2 separate regions of the Xenopus laevis genome follow, and region 2 is linked to region 1. A link is a contact called in public Hi-C data. All regions are on one chromosome and are shown on one strand. The core of a region is the stretch at or near the end of the contact, and the rest is flanking DNA. Distances in the headings are between cores, read along the strand shown. Region 1 overlaps LOC121401519 (a long non-coding RNA gene). Region 2 holds the start of rbm17.L (RNA binding motif protein 17 L homeolog).

The links. Hi-C and Micro-C count contacts between places; a contact is called where the count stands out from the background.
Region 2: a Hi-C map of the XL177 cell line shows a contact between it and region 1, with 2.6 times the contacts expected there. The contact joins the promoter of rbm17.L here to the enhancer-like site in region 1. A contact is called at or near these places in 2 of 4 Hi-C or Micro-C datasets (the XL177 cell line and the XTC cell line).

Annotation. Positions count from the first base shown.
Region 1 is chr3L:90,114,410-90,118,840 of Xenopus_laevis_v10.1, forward strand. All of the region lies in intron 3 of LOC121401519 (a long non-coding RNA gene), which reads right to left. Among protein-coding and RNA genes, the nearest start is that of LOC121401519, 17 kb to the right of the region's middle. Within about 2 kb of position 1,877, at least 1 of the 7 cell types and tissues checked has an H3K27ac peak or open chromatin away from gene starts, as enhancers often do.
Region 2 is chr3L:90,210,672-90,215,102 of Xenopus_laevis_v10.1, forward strand. rbm17.L (RNA binding motif protein 17 L homeolog) reads right to left here and starts at 1,890. Exons shown (of 12, transcript NM_001095624.1): 1 at 1,835-1,890.

The DNA.
Region 1 (4,431 bases), core at 627-3,126:
GAGCTTAGTTCTGGAGAATTAAGTATACTGTTTAGCTAACAATCTTCCAACAGGTCTGAATGATCAGTGATGCATGTGATGACCAAACAGCAGTATAATTATAACTGAGCTGATCAGCCACAGGGAAAAACAAAACGGACAGATGAACCACATCAAAAGGGGTGGTTCACCTTTAAGTTAACTTCTAGTATGTTATAGAATGGCCAATTCTAAGCAACTTTCAATTGATCTTTGTTTAAATAGTTTTTTACTCATTTGCCTTTTTTCTTCGGACTCTTACCAGGCTTCAAGTGGGGTTCACTGAACACATCTAATACAAATGCTCTCTAAGGCTATTGCTACTTTTTACTCCCAGTATAAATTAGCAGACAAGTGTTGAATACAAGCAGTCACAACAAAATACTTCATCTAGTAATATGTTACTGCTATGGGATTAACTTTATGCTTGCTGTGTTCAAAATTATGATCTCTGTTTGAAAGATATATATAATGGAATTTGAACTGCTACCTTGTCATATGTGCTAAGGTCTTGTGCCCTTATATGGTCACAAATGTTTCTTGCTATTATGCAATATAAATTAGATAAACTAGAATGTTTATCTATTTGTTTAGCACAGCGTTCACCCTTTATTACAAAATTTTTTTAAAAAAAAAAATGTAAACACTTAATTTACCTTAGTGTATCCCTGGAGACCTGAGCACCTTCCTGTGTGTGCTAATGCTCTATCATCCTGTTGACAGACATTTATTGCGTAAATTGGATTTCGAATCCCAAAGGAAGCGTGAATGCATCATTATCTGCCATTGCAAGATGTAAATCTAAAACAAATGTCAAATAATTTAAGTAGCCAAACGAATCGTTGCTATTTTTCCACTTACTTTGGTTAAGTGACCATTAAATCACAATCTGACCCTCTAGGAAACTCTATGCAGGGGTTCAATAAGGACAAGCCTTAAATATAAACAAACAGAGCAAAGTATGGCTTTGGGCTACAAAAATCTTCATCTAAGAAGCTAATAAAATTGAGCAACAAATGCAGATCAGTGCTTATTTATATTTGACTTAAATTGCAGCATGAACTTTTTTTGTTTTAAAATATACCCTCATTTTCATCATAAGCTCATTCAGCTGGGTTTAAATAGGGTGTTCACCTTTACATTTACTTTTAGTATGATGTAGAGAGTGATATTCTGAATTTATTTGCAATTAGCTTTCATTTTTTATTTTTTTTATTTTGAGCTATTTTATTTTTTATCCAGCAGCTCTTCAGTTTGCAATTTCAGCAGTCATTTGAAAGCTGGACAGGGTTAGAAGAAGATAAACTATTCAAAAACTATAAAAAAAAACCATAAAATCCAATTGAAACATTGCTTATAATTAGCCATTCTGTAACATACTAAACATTAACTTAAATGTGAATCACATTTAAGGTGCATAAACACTATATGACCTTTTAAAAATAGATTTTTAAAACAGGTATACCAGATTCCACAAAGTGAAAGAAAACCACAGTAGTCTGAATGTACTGCAGGGGCCAGACCCTCTGCATGTGTGGAAGAGCTAGTTTTCGTTCTGATAATCATTCCGACTGTAACTAGTGCGTGCAAAGGATATAGGAGCTGCAGAGGTGGGCAATACAAGGGCCTGAACTAGGGGAAGGTGGTAGAAGAGGTACATGCCCGGCGCCCCTTCACCTTTGCACCCTAGGCACGTGCCTCTTCTGCCTACCCCTAGTTCCAGCCTTGCACCAAAAAACAGGTAGTGTGCTTGCACCTGGGCTGTTGCAGTAGTTGTTGATATAGACACAGAAGAGTGCAGATTCAAGTGTAGGGGCTAATTTTCAGTCTGCATTTATCCGCAGGCCAAAAATCAGCCCAGGGTGGCCGTGGCCTTAGGGTCCTTACCACTACCTTGTTCCATTGTGAAGGGATGGATCCTGGGGCTTGAATTCCCTCTGCTTTCCAGAAAATCTGTGCACCACCCACTATTTAAAAAAATGCAACATCTACACCTATTGATGCCAGGGAACCAGGTCTGGACTGGGATTCAAAATAGGCCTTCACATAGATTCACAAACAGCCCCCACCAGCCCACTAAGGGCTAGTCCACACGGGGAGATAGCGACGCGTTTGCGGTCGCGGCGACAAAGCGCCGCGACAGTCGCCGCGACCGGCGCAGGCGACAGTTTTGTATGGGCGCCTATGTAAAAACGCCTGTGCTAACCACACGAGGCGATGCGCTTTTCAACAGTCGCCTGAAAATGCCTCGCCAGGCTTTTTCAGGCGACTGTTGAAAAGCGCATCGCCTCGTGTGGTTAGCACAGGCGTTTTTACATAGGCGCCCATACAAAACTGTCGCCTGCGCCGGTCACGGCGACTGTCGCCGCGCTTTGTCGCCGCGACCGCAAACGCGTCGCTATCTCCCCGTGTGGAATAGCCCTAAATAGTGACAGTCTATGGCATCTTACAGCAGCCCCTCTGGCATTTGCCAGAACACACAGATTGCCAGTCCGGGCCTGCAGGGAACCCTGGAGCCAACACCATATCCAAGCTAGGCAGTGGTTCCAAGGTTCCCAGAGGAGGTGTGGCAAAATAATCAAACACACACATCACTCACTAAACACTGATAATGATCAGTCAAGCAGACATTCAGCACAATTACTTCCAATTCACATCAAAGTGTGATGCATCAGATGCAACTGCATAAAGGGGGCCATACACGGAGAGATCCGCTCCTTTGGCGATGTCGCCAAACAAGCGGATCTCTCCCCCATATGCCCACCTTGAGGTGGGCAATATCGGGCTGATCCGATCGTGGGCCCTAGGGCCCAACGATCGGATCCTAACGAATAGTAATGGGTGGTCAGATCGCAGGACCGCATCAACGAATAGATGCGGCCGCGATCCGACGGGATTTTTCGTCCCATCCAATCGAGATTTGGCCGACTTCCGGTCAGTTCTCGATCGGAGAAGCGCGTCGGGGTGCCCCATACACGAGCCAATAAGCTGCCGACGCGGTCTCTCGGCAGCTTTTATCCGTCCGTGTATGGCCACCTTAAGAAGCAACTCCCCCTGGCAACTGCATAGATGCTAGTATTCTGGGGGGGACACTACATTGTGGGTAAAACACATTATATTTGGAAGTGCATTTTGCACACTGCATCTGCAAGAAATAAATGACCCCTAGAGTCTGAATGACCCCTTTAAATGACCCCTATACTCTAAATGCTAGTGGAATGGATTTCAGTTCATTGCGACATCTGCCGTGAAAAAGAACTATTATTTCCATGTGACACATTCTCAACATTCTTCAGATAGCTGCTCCAGGCTTCAAAGTCCTTTTTGTCTTTGTCATAGCAGTGTGAATGTAATTACCACACGGTCTTCCGGTTAAAAAAAGAATTACACACCTATAAAGGGGAGAGGGCACCCAAATTGTTTTCAGCACCAAAAGAACTGCCACCCAAAAAAACCCAAACTATTGTTTTTTTTTGGTGGAGACAAACAGATCTAGCTTGCAAACTATCCTTCCAGCAGTACTAAGTTAATGGCACATACGCATGTAGAAAAAATATTTCATCCTTGTCACTGCATTATAATTATTATTTAATGACTCAGCAGATAAAGCTTAAAACTTGGCTATTCTGTAGAGGGCAAACACTTCCATTTGTACTAGTTTCTATTTCTGTTTAATTTGTTAACCCCTACTTGTATACTGCATTTGGCCTTACTATACTGTTGAGCACTTCTTTTCAGATCACAAAACTCTTTTTGCACTGAAAAGTCTAACTTGTTAACAAAATTGAAAGATTATAATGATTTTAGATTTAAACATAAGTTGTCCGTATATAGAACCCTGCTTGTATTAGGACTGGACGATATCCACTTTGTACTATAATGGTTCCTTTGTATGATTGCTATTACGGCCCTGTTAACTGCACACCTGCATTCATGGTTTCACATACTTGACATTTACGAGCATAAATAATGGTTATGCTTCCTCCAGAAATCTGACCTGGATATACCTTTTGGGTGGCTCAATAAGAATAGAGACTGAGGCTTGCCAGACTGCAGACTGTGATAAAAATAGAGCAGATTAGACTGCCTCTCTTGTTTCAATCCACTGCTGACTAATAATCCACAGTCAGGGAATGGATGATGTCAGTGTGCCCTGTACATGCTCTCGGTCACATACATACTTTATACACTCATCAGTGGAATGCAAACACACCACAAATAGTTTTACTTGTTACACACTCCCCAATTCCTTTATGTTAATTATATGTTAAGGCACATTTTATGTTCTGAAGCAGAGCTGTTCAGTTAATAACACGTAGTGGCCAATTCATTTTCATACAGCTTGTTTAAAGGCCAGATTAAATTAAAATTAAAGGTCATAGAATGAATTCTGTGGAGCCCTAGTGCATAGAA
Region 2 (4,431 bases), core at 640-3,139, 96 kb after region 1:
TACCAAACTGGAATATATATTTACATAAATATTGCCCTTTTACATCTCTTGCCTTGAGCCACCATTTTGTGACTCTATCTGTGCTGCCTCAGAGATCACCTGACCAGAAATACTACAACAGTAACTGTAACAGGAAGAAGTGAGGAAGCAAAAGGCAGAACTCTGTCTGTTAATTGGCTCATGTGACCTTACATGTGGTTTGTATGTGTAAACAGTGAATCTTACGATCTCAGGGGGTGGCCCTTATTTTTTAAAATGGCAATTTTCTATTTATGATTACCCAATGGCACATACTACTAAAAAATTATATTATTATGATAATGGTTCATTTACATGAAGCAGGGTTTTACACATGAGCTGTTTTACTCAGTATCTTTTAATAGAGACCTACATTGTTTGGGGGGTATAGTTTTCCTTTAAAGACATGACTAACTGTTTGGATTCGAAAGCCGACCATAATATGGAAAACTATGGAAAAGCTTGAATATGAAAATACACCATCTAAAACCTGTCGAGGTCATATATGAGTTAATGGCAGAGGTCCCTTGAACCATTTGACGATGTTAATTGCCTGCATGATGTTCACGTTTTTTCAGAGGGTTTTTCCCGAAACTTGATCAATTCGAGTGATTTGAGTTTTTTCTCACCAAAAACTCAATCAATCCAAGTTTTTGGGCTTCACAACTCGAACTCGCTGAATATAATTGTTCCAACACTTTTTCAGTTCAGTTGGTTTCAGATTCAGAGTTTACCAGAAATACTTTTTCAAATTACTTTCTAGGAGAAACAACCCCTTAATAAAAAAAACAAAAAAAACCCTACCCTACAAAGACCCCCTCCAGTCTAGCTGCCCCCCCCCCGGGGCTAATGCCCCTAAATCTTTACTCAACCCTCCGTGCAGATTCTGTATAAGTAACTGGTTCCAAGTGTTGCCTTTTACGTGCCTTCTGCCCTGCCTTTGTCCATAGAAGGCAGATTCTGTCCAGCGGAGTTCACTTATCTTCGGAATGAGACCAGCGAAGCCGCAAATGCGCAGTTGGAGCAATTTTCTGTTTCACAACAACTGCGCATGCGCCAAAACTCACAAAAAATTGCAGAAGCACCGGTCTCATTTAGAATATTACCAAAGTGTCTAAAGGTGGCGCCTGTAAACTCCGCTGGACAGAATCTGCATAATGTAGGGTAGGGTTTTTTTTATTAAGGGTTTGTTTCTCCTTTAAGTCTATGTGTGCCTGTTTTTTTCTAATATTGAAGTGTAAAGTGTCATTTTACACCTGGTATGGAATGAAGAAGGAAAGGCCAAGAATTTGGAAATGTTTACACTGGGGAGACACTTAGGAGTAGATGTGATAACTCTGCATAAATAAAGTCTCTAATACTTTGCCAGTAGATCCTTCCAGCAGACACAAGGGCATCCAATCAGATTAGAAGAAAGGAGATTCCATGTTAACATGCTAAAACGTTCTGTGTTTAAGCTTAGTAAGTGGTGGAATTCTCTGCCTGTAGTATTTGTGCTGGCAGACACAATAAACAGCTTCAAGAAAGAACGTTTAAGAAATGCACCATGAGATTCTATGTAAGTAGTTTTCTTACTGATGAGTAATTTTAGATTTTTGAATAGTAACATTTTTCAAGTGAGAAACAGTTTGGGGGCAGGTTGGAACTTAAAGAACAAGCAATGTGACTGCAATTACGTACGAACTGTATGCAGCCCTTTCTCACTGAATGAGATGGTGTGTCAATGCTAGAAGCATGAGCAATGCATGAGGAAAGAGAGCGATCACAAACATCGTGTAGAAATGTAACACAACCGCAAGCCATCGGGTAAACATACCGCCCAAAAAGCGGGACAGTCACGATTTTCTTAATACAGCCCACAGTCCAGTATAGCCACAGGCAACGACGATAACATCGAGCTCCTCGGTTCTTGCCGGGCGCCTAATAATTACGTCACTAGCCTTGTGTCGCGAGACTCTGGCGTCACGACACGTATACTAACGCAGTGACGCGGCACGTTGCCCTTTTTTGGGGCGTGGCACTGTAGACCAGTACTGCAGAAATCTAAGCTGTGGGCGTAATGTCATGATTATTTTTCCTCTACTCGCACCTCCTTTCATGTCAGGGAACAAACAAAAGCTTGTTGTTTATTAGCTTTCCCCGCTGCCACCCGACCGTCTTGCTCACATTAATTCATATATGTTCTGCTTAGAGTTGCGGCCACTTGTGCAATGAATACGACTTTTGCTAAGTTTGATGAAAAAAAAACAACAGTATTGTGGGTTAAACTAGGGCCTAGTGAAATGGAGCCTGTGTTTTACTACACAGTGGCGAGTTTTTCACATAATATGGAGTCTTAGGGGCAAACTCGCTAAGTGCTGAAACACGCTAGCGACACCTTCACCGCACTTCGCCAGGGCGCCGCTAATTCACTAAAATCCGAAGTTGCGCTCAGGGAGGCGAAAGGTAGCGAAGTTGCACTAGCGTTAATTCGTCAAGCAAAGCGAAGTTATACTAGCGATGCCTAATTTGCATACGGCGCCAAGTTAAAGTACAATGGACGTATATGTAGCAACAAATACATTACCCTACACAAGCCTGGGAAAGCTTCATAAAATAAAATAGAGTTGTTATATTGCACTATACATGTGCCCACTGTATAGTTTAGGTGCCATATCTTAGGAAATGTAGGGGGAAAGGAGGGTACCCCCAAAATAATCTTTTTCAGCCTATCACCCTTAAAAAAGTAAGACGCCAGAGTTTTTTGGGACTTAGAAAAAATTTCAACTTTTTTTGAAGCAATCCCTATCTACTCTATTGCACTTTACCTGATCTGAGGTGGCGAAGGCAAGTCTGGCGCAAGAGGTAACGTTCAGTAAAATGCACAAGTTAGTGAATTAGCGTAGTTACGTCCCTTCGCCATAGCACAACTTTGCCTGGCATAAGGGTGTGAAGTAGCGCTAGAGTAGATCCACTTCGCTAGCAAATTTACACCAGCACCTGTAAATGAGTTAGGAACGAAATTATGCCACGCTGGCAAATTAAGTTAGCCGCTTCGCATTTTAGTGAATTTGCCCCTTAGTGTTATTGTACAAAAGTGACACACTAAGCTCGAGTGAAGGATTCGAATGAAAAATACTTTGAATTTCGAAGTATTTTTTGGGTACTTCGACCATCGAATGGGCTACTTCGACCATCGAATGGGCTACTTCGACCTTCGACTACGACCTTCGACTTCGATTCGAACGATTCGAACGAAAAATCGTTCGACTATTCGACCATTCGATAGTCGAAGTACTTTCCCTTTAAAAAAAACTTCGACCCCCTACTTCGGCAGATAAAACCTACCGAAGTCAATGTTAGCCTATGGGGAAGGTCCCCATAGGCTTGCTAAACTTTTTTTGATCGAAGGATTTTCCTTCGATCGTTGGATTAAAATCCTTCGAATCGATCGAACGAACGTTTAGCGCTAAATCCTTCGACTTCGATATTCGAAGTCGAAGGATTTCAATTCGAGGGTCGAATTTCGAAGTATTTTTTACTTCGAAATTCGACCCTTAGTGAATCTGCCCCTAAGTAATATTCAAATAAGTAATTTTGAGTATATAGGTTCTTCTTTTCGCTGTGTGTCTGTTTAATTCAGATTTGCTTTAGATCACACTCACAGTCTAGTTATGCTGTGTGGCAACGGCATCTCTTACCAGTAACAGTGGCATGAGAAGGTCCCATTATTGTTGTGCTAACAAGGACCTTATTTTTTACAGTTAACCAAAATGTAATGTATCAAATCTTTTATTCAAGTTTTATTCAGAGACCTTGCATGGACATCCATTGGAGATAAAATATTACCTGGTGTTGCTGAACACCATGCGACAAAGCAACAACCATATTTGAGAATTTCATATAATTTGGGATCGCTTTAAAGCACGGGCAGATATTTCCTTACAGCTTGATCTTATCACATTGTCTTCTACAAGATGTAATAAACATAGGGACATTATCAATACCCTGATTACAGTCTTGTTTTTTGTCTGTTATTCATTTACTTTGTTAAAAACGCAATGCTTAATGAATCTAATAAATACCTAAAGGGGCAGTTCAGTGTAGAAATAAAAACTGTGTAAATAGATTGTATGTGCAAAATAAAAAATGTTTCTAATATAGTTAGATAGCCAAAAATGTAATGTATAAAGGCTGGAGTGACTGGATGTCTAACATAATAGCCAGAACACTACTTCCTGCTTTTCAGCTCTCTAACTCTTGAGTTAGTCAGCGACTTTAAGGGAGGCCACATGGGACATAACTGTTCAGTGAGTTTGCAATTGATTTTCATCATGCAGGTCAGATTCAAAAGCAACAGTTATGACCCAGAGAAAATTGGTTTTCATTTAGGAGGAAAACCAGGTAACTTGTATTATATTATAGAAACTTTTC